Linked DNA regions of Gossypium hirsutum: regions 1 and 3 are each linked to region 2. Evidence: chromatin contacts called from public Hi-C data. All regions are on one chromosome and are shown on one strand. The core of a region is the stretch at or near the end of the contact, and the rest is flanking DNA. Distances in the headings are between cores, read along the strand shown. Region 1 holds the start of LOC107920441 (BOI-related E3 ubiquitin-protein ligase 1). Region 2 has its middle 39 kb from the start of LOC107944519. Region 3 has its middle 8.7 kb from the start of LOC107920634.

Region 1 (3,009 bases), core at 480-2,979, 51 kb before region 2:
CTACCCAAGTGGCCATGTACATTGGGAACCAAGTAAAAGGAAAAAAAAAAAAAAAAGAGAAAAATTTCCGGGTCATTGGTAAAAAAACTAATAATATCAGACCCCCAAAAGAAATTTTTTAAAAAAGTAGAGAGAAATGTAAATTTTTTATTATACTCGAAGGTTATTTTGATTTTGTTTTTTGTTTTTTTTTTCAAGAAAGAAAAACCTCAACGCTAGAATTCCGAACGGCGAGGCAAAGCGGGCAGGCTTGCGCCACTCTGTCACACTCTGTACAAAGGCAAAGATGTCGACACGGAAGCAGCACCACCGAGGCGACGCGTGTCCGACACGCCTTGCAAGATGGTCCCGAAGAAACCATCCGTTCAGGGTCCACGTAAGCCGACTCGGCGTCCTCCGCCTGTCCTTCTATCCCTTCCTCCCCTCTCCTACTATCTTGTGTCACCGCAGCAGCCCCACAGCCAATCATAGCCTGTTGGAGCTGTGCTTGTAACGAAGTCGCTGTTGCCTCCTGTGCCCTGGCTTTCGCTTGCCAAACCTGAATCTCTACGCTTAGTTGCGCTGAGCATGCCTCCAACTCGGCGTTCCGCCGCGTCGCTTTCTCCACTTCCGCTTCTTTCTCTCTTAACCTCCTCGCCACCGATTCCTCCGCTGCCGCCAACAGCGCATGGTAGTGCCTATTCCTTTTCTCCGCTAACGTTCGCCGTAATTCCTTTCCCTAAAATAAAAAATACCAACTCGTTACATTTTTCAAACAAACAGACAAACAAAAAAAAAATCGACGATAACCCACATGAAGAAAGAGAAAATCGGTACCTGGGCTTGAAGAAATTGGTCCAATTCTTCTCTCTGGCGTTTGATTTGGGTAGCCAATTCATCGGATACCACGGACAAAAAAAGAGTGGAGCTGGGAACAAGATTCTGTTGCCGTTGTTGGTGTTGGTGTTGTTGTTTTTGAAGATTCGGATTCTGATATTGTTGTTGGTCGCCGCCGAAAGATAATTGGAGGCCGGTGAAAACCACATTCGGTTGGTGGAGTTGGGAAAGCTCTATCAGCTGAGGCGGTTGCATTTGCAAAGAATATGAATTCATGGGCGTAGTTATTGCCGCCCCTTCCGTAACTTCCCTTGCTCTTTTCCTTGGATTAATATTATTGTTGGTGCCATTGTTGAATAACATATGGGGTTGATTAAGAAAAACTCCTCCCGCTTGTTGCTGCAACGAAAATTCATGCTCCTCTTGTCCACCTCTGGAATAAACCAAATATGATTAAACAGGCAGAGAGAGAGAAAAGGGGAGAGAGAGGCAAAGAAGCAAAGACCAACCTGTTTAAGAAGAGCACATTGGAAGGATACTGAGCTTGAACAGCCATTGGAAAGCAATAATAAGAAAAAGGGATGCAGGGTGGGTGAAGGAAAAGTTGGATCAACAGACTGAAATGGGGTGTAAAATAATAAAAAAGCAAATCATGCTTGTATTGATATAGAGATTGAAAACAGGGGGTAGAGAAAGATATGGGGGGAAGAATGAGTCGTAGAGAGAGTCTTTTAATTGGATTTGTATTTGTTGGTTTTGGTTCTTCTCTTGGCGTGGGATTGGCTTTTCTTCAGGGTGGGACGAGACTGTCTCGTGTTTGTTATCACACCCTCCTCAATAACTCCTTTATTCTTTTTATTTATTTACTTTTAATTCTAACTCAAACACAAGAGTAATTCCTTAAATAAGAAAATTCATCTTTGAAACTAATGCAAATTCATTTTTCTGATTTATTTTCTTTCACAAATTTAAATGATTTGGGTCTTTTCGTCAAAATTCCTTTTTAGTAGGACGAAATTAAAACTATGAAAATTTTGGATTGATCTCATACAAATCCAAATAAATCATCGATAATAACAGTAAATTCAGGTTATCATTGTGTGGACATCAATAATTAATTCAAGGAAACTTCTTAACCTGGAATACTAATAAAATTAATTGAATATTATTTTTTTATAATTAACACAAGACTTTAATATGCTTTTTTTTTTAACTCTCAAATTCATATCCTTCTGCATTAACAACTATGCCTATATCAATTGAATTAAAATTTAATCTGCTATTTTTATTATTATTTTAAATATTAAACTTTTAATTTCAAAGCATTTGCTAATAAATTTATTAAAAATAATTAATTATAAGCATAGTATTAGTATGAGTTATTTTGATCTTAAACAAATAACAAATTGTATCGATTTGTATCAATTAATACAAATTTTTAATACTTTAAATTATGATGATTTTAAATTTATTAATTATGTTAAATAACTTAATTTAGTCATTTTTTAATGTAATTATAAATTATATGGTATATTAATATACATTATATTTTTTTGAAAAATACGATAAATCTGAAATAATATACTCCAGCGGTGAGTATTATATCATTTGAGTTTTGATGAGATAAAAAGTTGCTAAGTGTGATGTGAGACATCAATTCCAAGAGGTATTGGGTTCAACTCATGCCATTGCCAACTCTTCTTCACCCATTTCTTCTTTATTTCTTTAATGCTAATCCATCCATTCCTATCCATTTCATTGTCACACAACCCCCTTAACTTTTTTTAATTTTTATATTATTATATAAATAATTAATAATCAAGAAGTATTAGATATTGTGATTGAGCATATTATAGAGAAAGTAAATTCAAAAATTAAAAACGATATTATTAGTGAAAATAATTATCAACCCTAAACAAAAATTATAAAATAAACATAAAACTTAATAAATTTATTTTTTTTTGTAACATTTAATAAAAATATTGTTTTTTTTAAATACACTTAAACCATTCATCAACTAGTCCTTAATTAAATCTTGTTTTATTTTCACGTTCCAATCCTACCTTTAAATTAATCCCTTCATTTGTTGCACTAAAAATTTCAATTTATATTTGTATATTCCACGTTGACCTCCTTCTCCACCACATTCCTAACAGTTTACCCACTACTACTTATTGCTTTCTTCACACCAAA
Region 2 (3,052 bases), core at 534-3,033:
GGGTGGTCATTATATTTATTGATTATGTGGATTTAGTCCCTCTACTATTATTTGTTCAAAATAATCTTTTTACTTTTTGAGTTCCTTGTTTTCAGTGCTTTAAGTAAAAAAATTTCGTTATCTATTTGAAAATTACTTATAATTATAAATTTAGTTCTTCATTTTATAATTTTTATTAATTTAACAATACTTTTTTTTAAATCGCAAAAAGACTTGAGAGTTAATTTTGTGATTATGCCAAAATTTTAAATATAATTGATAATCTCAGGATTGAAAATGAACGATTTAAAAAATAGAGATTATTAAAGGCTTCCCTTTCTATAAAAAAAGAAAAAGAAAATTAAGACTCCTTTTGGATTGGGTTTTTTACCCCAACTGCATTGGGAATGAAAGGCAAAAAGTTACCCCCAGTAAAAGTACTAGACTGAAATAATTACCATTTCAACTCCTTAATTATTTTTGTTATTATTAATTTTATTTTTTAGTTTAAATATAATTTCAATTATTATTATGATTTTAAATTAATCTAATTTCAATAAATTTTTAATTGTAATTGACCCAAGATAAATTTAATTCTACTTTTTAATAATTTAAATATAAAATTTTAGGATTTATTATATATATACATTTTAATTTAATGTCTATGATGGTTATTTTCATGGTTATTTTTTTTAATCCCATTGGAATTAAATTAACTGACCATCCAAATGGACCCTAAAAAGGTAAAAGTATCATAAAGGCCCTTGTACTAGAGTCAGATTCCATTTTGCTCCCTTTACTCAAAAATTAAGCAAATTAATCCGTTTACGTTAGATCAACGGGCAAATTGATCTTTTTTGTTAGAAATTCCATCCACTTGTACTGTTAAAAACTAGTGTGGCTAGTAGAATAATCAAACAGCAACACATGGCGTGCCATGTGTACTCATGCTGACATACATGGACCAAATTTTAATAGTAGAATTGATGAAATTTTTAACACAATGATCAGTTTACTCTTTTATCTAATGTATATGGACTAATCTACTCATTTTTTTAGTAGAGAGGCAAAATGCAATCGACTCTTAGTGTAGAGTCGTCCATGATATTTTATCACCTTAAAAACCAAACTTTTAATATAATTTGAAATGGTTAAATTACATTTTGGGGCTTGAACTTAGCAACTCTTCCCACATTGAGGCCTGAATTTTTTTTTGTCCAAGTTAAGCTCTGAACTTGGCAATTGTTCCCATATTGGGGTCTAAACTTTTTTTTAGTCCAAGTTAGGCCCTAAATTTGGCAAATGTTCCCATATTGGAACTTAAACTTATTTTTATCCAAGTTAGTCCTTAAAAACCCTATAGTTCAGGCCTTAATGTGAGAACAATTACTAAGTTCACAGCCTAACTTTAACAAAAAAAAAGTCCCCAATGTAAAAAAAATTGTCAAGTTTAAACTCTAATATAAAAATATTTATCAAATTTAGAACTTAATCTTAAAAAAAATTCAAACCAGAATATTAAAAAAATTATAATGTTTAGTTCCCAAAATAATGAAGTAATCCAATTTGAAAAGGTTGATGGTGAGCATGTTACGCTTAAATTCCCAAATATACCACTTTTAACGTCTCTCTCTTAGCCCTTAGGAAATCGGGAAGCATTGATAACGTTCACGCGTCAGACATACACATTTGCACTTCCAAACAACAAACCAAATAAAAATCCTTTTCCCTATGTCTGTATCTCCACTTATCACTAATGATTCTCTCACCTTTTCTTCCTATTACAGCCCTCCTAAAAAAAACTATTATTCCCCAAACAAAACAAACAAATAATCACTACTACACCATACTCAGATTGTGGTGGCCTGCTGTGTGGGTGGATACATACAAAGATTTATTGGCATCTTTTATTTCATTTATTATCACTTCTTTAATTTAGGGTAACTGCATATATGCATGGCTTGCATGTGAAAAGGTAGAAAAAGAAAGAATAAATTGTTTGAGTTTGAAATAGGGTTTGGTCGACCAAGAATTTTGGCTTCATTGAAAAGGGTTTATATTCATATTGCTCAGTCATTTTCGAAATGGTATAAACCTACAAGATTGACATGTTTGGTTTAGGTCATTTTTCAAAGATAACATTGTTTTCCCTAATAAACAAATAAATCAAGCAATGCCAAGTGTGGCAATTTATTTTTCCTTTTACTCTAAAGTTTTTCAAATTTGTCATGCAAAATAAAATGCTATATTTATATCCAACTTCTGCTTTTATATATTGTTTTGAGGGAGAATATATACATAGTTCAAAATAAAACTAGTTTGATTGTGGTTGTTAGCACCCAATTTCATTTTCAAGGGTGTAATGACCCGAAATTTGACTAATAAAACTAATTACCTTAAGCTAAGCCATAATCTATTATTTTCGGCCATTTGGAGCAATACTAAAAATACTCATGGTGTCCTTATTGAACCACCTAAAATAATTAAAATTAATTTGAAGGGAAAAAAAAAAGGGTTTAAGTGATGAGGATTAATAGGGAAGAAAGTTCCAATAGATGGGAAAGAATTGTAAGAGGGACAACTTTAACTTTATTTATTTATGAATAAATATTTGATATACTAATCAAAATTTACTACTTCATTTTTTTATTAACAAATTATTGAAATGATGAGGCTATTCAAAAAGAAAGGCTGTGGATGTTTCCCTCCTACTTGAATACAAAATTACAAGAGCACACCACACCCCCCCCCCCACCTTTCAATTTCATATATAGCATAATATTTCAGTGTTTCTTTCCTTTACATCCACGTTGCCTTGCATTTTATCTCATCTCTTTTTGGCTATAATTCATGCTTTCCTTCTCATCTATCACACTTGTTTTCCTTTAAAAATATATTTTGGCACATTTCCCCATTTCAAGTCAGTCCTACCTAGATGATCTCTCCTCTCTTCCTTATCATCAATCACCTAATTCCATAGAAAAAAAAAACTAAGAGAGTAGATTCATTAGAGAGGATTGGGAAATGTTAATTAGCTTGACTTTAATCTTTTTCTAAAGCAAAAGGTAAAATT
Region 3 (3,207 bases), core at 557-3,056, 55 kb after region 2:
AATAAGTAACAAAAACAACTCAAATTTAATTTGCATAAAGTCATAAAGAAAGTGTATGTAGTAGTATATTGTACTATGATTCATCAGAAAAGGACTTAGGGGAAGAAGTTAAATATAAGGATGACTTAATGTCTTTATTAGTTAAAACCCAAAAATATCTTCAAATTAAGAAAGAAAATATTACAAGAAAGAAAAGGAAGGAGGAAGAATTATACCTGCAATAATGGTAAATCCAACAGAACGTGGATGGGAGGCTCTCAATCTCTCAAATATAAAGTAAAAATTATTAACTTTAATTGATTGATGCTAATGACTGATAAATGGTATATTACTCAAATCATTTGGACCTATTTAATTTGTAGAAAATTTCTTATGTTGTCATGGTTATGGGAAAATAAAGAAGACTGAATGCTAATAATGTAGATTTTTTTAGGGAAAATTGAAATTCTTTTTAAACTTTAATGGTAGGAGTTGGAATTTGGGAATTAGAAAAGGTTTGGAGAAGTCAAGGAGTTGAAGATAAAGTATTTATGGCTAAGAATTGAAAACAATAAACATTTAATTAATTTATTTTAGTTTAAAATATTTTTCCGCACATTAAGTTAAATAAATAAATATTTTTGGGCCATTTTATCTTTGAGGCGATTGCACTTCAAAAGAGCCCCCAGGGATGGCCCTGTTTATTCACTTACTTCCTTCAGCTCTTCACCCAGCTTTCGTGAACCAGCCTTCCTCAACGCCACTTCAACCTTATTTGTTATTTACTTTTGGACGATTGTTTAACAAAAAAGAGAGATAAGAGAGAAATATTGTGAATTATATGAAATGCCTTACCTTTCAAATTATGACATGCATGAATTGGAGTGTATCTTCGAGATAGTAATTTAAAGATAAAAAAAAAAGAATTATATACAATAGGTTTAAATATGCATTTAATCTCAAAATTGGCACATTATTTAAAATAGTATTTATGATTTTTATAATTAAATTTAAATTTTAAAAATATTATTTATCATTTAAATTAAATTTGAATTGGGTCAAGTTGAAGTGTAAAAATTCTTGTCCAACCGGCCAGACAAGCTATCCATCCCTTGATTAAGTCTACATTCAAGTCCATAACAAGTATTTTTTTTTTAATTTCAAAATATCATAGCAAAAATTTTTAATAATATTAACAAATAAACCTAAATTCAGAGGCGAAGCCAGAACAAATATTTAGAGGAGGCCGAAAGAAATTTTAATTTTTTATAGCCTATATATTTATAATTTTTAAAAGATTAAATCAAATTTTTATAATTTTAGGTTGGAGCTTAAGTACAATTTTACCTTTACTAATTTAAATTTTTTTAAAAAAATTAAGGGCCTAAATAAAAAAATTTAATTTTAGAGGGCCCTGCCTAAAATTTAAATTTAAGAAAACAAAAACATTAAATTTTTAAAAATAAAAATAAAAATATTAAATTTCAAGTTTCAAATTTCAAATTTCAAATATAAAAAATATATATTGTAATATTTATAATTTAATAAAAAATAATTAATTAATTATCTAACACAACCATTATAATCAAGAAAAGAATAAAACAATGGTTCATGATGAGATGAGTGGCTAATCGAGCATTAGGCATCTCCTCAAAAATGAAGCCTGAAAGGTGGAACTTTGAAGGTTCAGACTCGGTTTTATGGAAGCACAAGTAATTGTCAATTACAACCAATAAAATAGAAACACGACATGCTATACGAACTTGACACGTCTATCTAAGTGCTGCCACCGCACCAACTCTCACGCTGGAGCGGAAACTTCTATAAAATTTTACAATGCGCGTATCTCCGCCGCCTTATCCGGACATCCAACGGCCTACAACTCGCCAGAAAGCGATAGTCTCCGCATCAGATGCTGCTTTTGTTATTGTATGGGCCCCTCACATTTTATTTAAATTTTATTTTCCTTTGCGTACAAACAGGAGACATTATTTTTTCCTTTCTTTTTTTTTTTTTACCAAAAATGTGACTAACATTTGCTTTTCCTTAGCCCCACCCAACAACGTTGATATAACACTTCTTTATTCAAATCAGTGAATCATTACAAATGTGTGTTTATATATATAAATCTGCATATAAGAAGTCAATACAAATGTGCGGTTCTTTTATTCAATAATGTAAAAATTAATTACAAAAATAATATAATTATATATTATTTAGAGATTTTTTTAATTGTATTTTTGGGCGCCTCTAATATATTAATCCATGCCACCTTCAATTCTCCAAAATCTTCAAAAATATATATATATTTAACTATACTGACAATATATTGTCATTTAATTAAATAAAAATGATTTTAATTAAAAAAAACTCAATTTTTAGCCTTAAAAATAAGTTCTCTCTTTCTGCGTTCATCTCTCCATCTCTCGCTCCATTCATGTTCTTCAAAAAAATTTTTAATAATTCTTTTTCAATAAAAAGTTTGATCTCAATCTCCTCTTTCCACTGAACAATATTGGTCTTGTATTGGTAAAAAACACAAAACATCTCCCTTCTCAATCAAAACTAAAGGTGTGCATGGGACGGGTCGGGTCGGATCCAACTAAAAATTTAGGCCCATTTGTTAGGTCCGGGTCAAGCCCAAAAAATGGGCCTAAAGTTTTGCCAAAGCCCTACCCGAATAAAAATGTTAAAACTCGAGCCCGACCCGGCCGCCCATATTATTTTTTATATAATTTTAAAATATATATAAACTATCAAAAATACTAAAAACATCAAAATAAATATTTCTTAACATATTGAAAATAAATTTTAAAAAATATGTATACTTAAATAACACTAAAATAGATGCAACTTAACAAGCAAATGCTTCTAAAATAATAACAAAATTAACAAATGTGTTTAAAATAATAAAATAAATTAACAATAAAATAAAATTTATACAATATCCAAACAATAACAACAAAATAGTAGCAACATAATAGTAAAATAATAGCAAAATAGGGAGAAAATAATAAAGAAATAATATTAAAAAAATAGATTTTTTGTCATGTAGTAAATTCGGGCCTGGCTCTGGCAAAAAATGCTTTACCTGAGGCTCGGCCCGTTTTTTAAACCGGCCTAATTTTTTTGCCCAAGCCCATTTTTTGTGCCTATATTTTTGCCCAAACCCTCCCAAATTTCGAGCGGACCTTCAGGCCGGGCCGGGTGGCCCGGCCCATGCACACC

The links. A called contact is a pair of places that touch in the nucleus more often than the background predicts.
Region 1: a Hi-C map of leaf shows a contact between it and region 2, with 4 times the contacts expected there. The contact joins the promoter of LOC107920441 here to the enhancer-like site in region 2. A contact is called at or near these places in 23 of 34 Hi-C or Micro-C datasets (anther, callus, fibers and 5 more).
Region 3: a contact with region 2 is called in a Hi-C map of leaf, with 2.1 times the contacts expected there. The contact joins two enhancer-like sites. A contact is called at or near these places in 5 of 34 Hi-C or Micro-C datasets (callus, hypocotyl and leaf).

Annotation. Positions count from the first base shown.
Region 1 is chrA08:113,138,747-113,141,755 of Gossypium_hirsutum_v2.1, reverse strand. LOC107920441 (BOI-related E3 ubiquitin-protein ligase 1) reads right to left here and starts at 1,729. Exons shown (of 3, transcript XM_016850172.2): 1 at 1,326-1,729; 2 at 817-1,249; 3 at 1-718. The coding sequence starts at 1,372. The coding sequence ends at 194.
Region 2 is chrA08:113,087,647-113,090,698 of Gossypium_hirsutum_v2.1, reverse strand. No RefSeq gene overlaps it. Among protein-coding and RNA genes, the nearest start is that of LOC107944519, 39 kb to the right of the region's middle. Within about 2 kb of position 1,783, at least 3 of the 9 cell types and tissues checked have an H3K27ac peak or open chromatin away from gene starts, as enhancers often do. A contact at or near this core is called in fibers and leaf, where this site is marked.
Region 3 is chrA08:113,032,265-113,035,471 of Gossypium_hirsutum_v2.1, reverse strand. No RefSeq gene overlaps it. Among protein-coding and RNA genes, the nearest start is that of LOC107920634, 8.7 kb to the left of the region's middle. Within about 2 kb of position 1,806, at least 4 of the 9 cell types and tissues checked have an H3K27ac peak or open chromatin away from gene starts, as enhancers often do. A contact at or near this core is called in leaf, where this site is marked.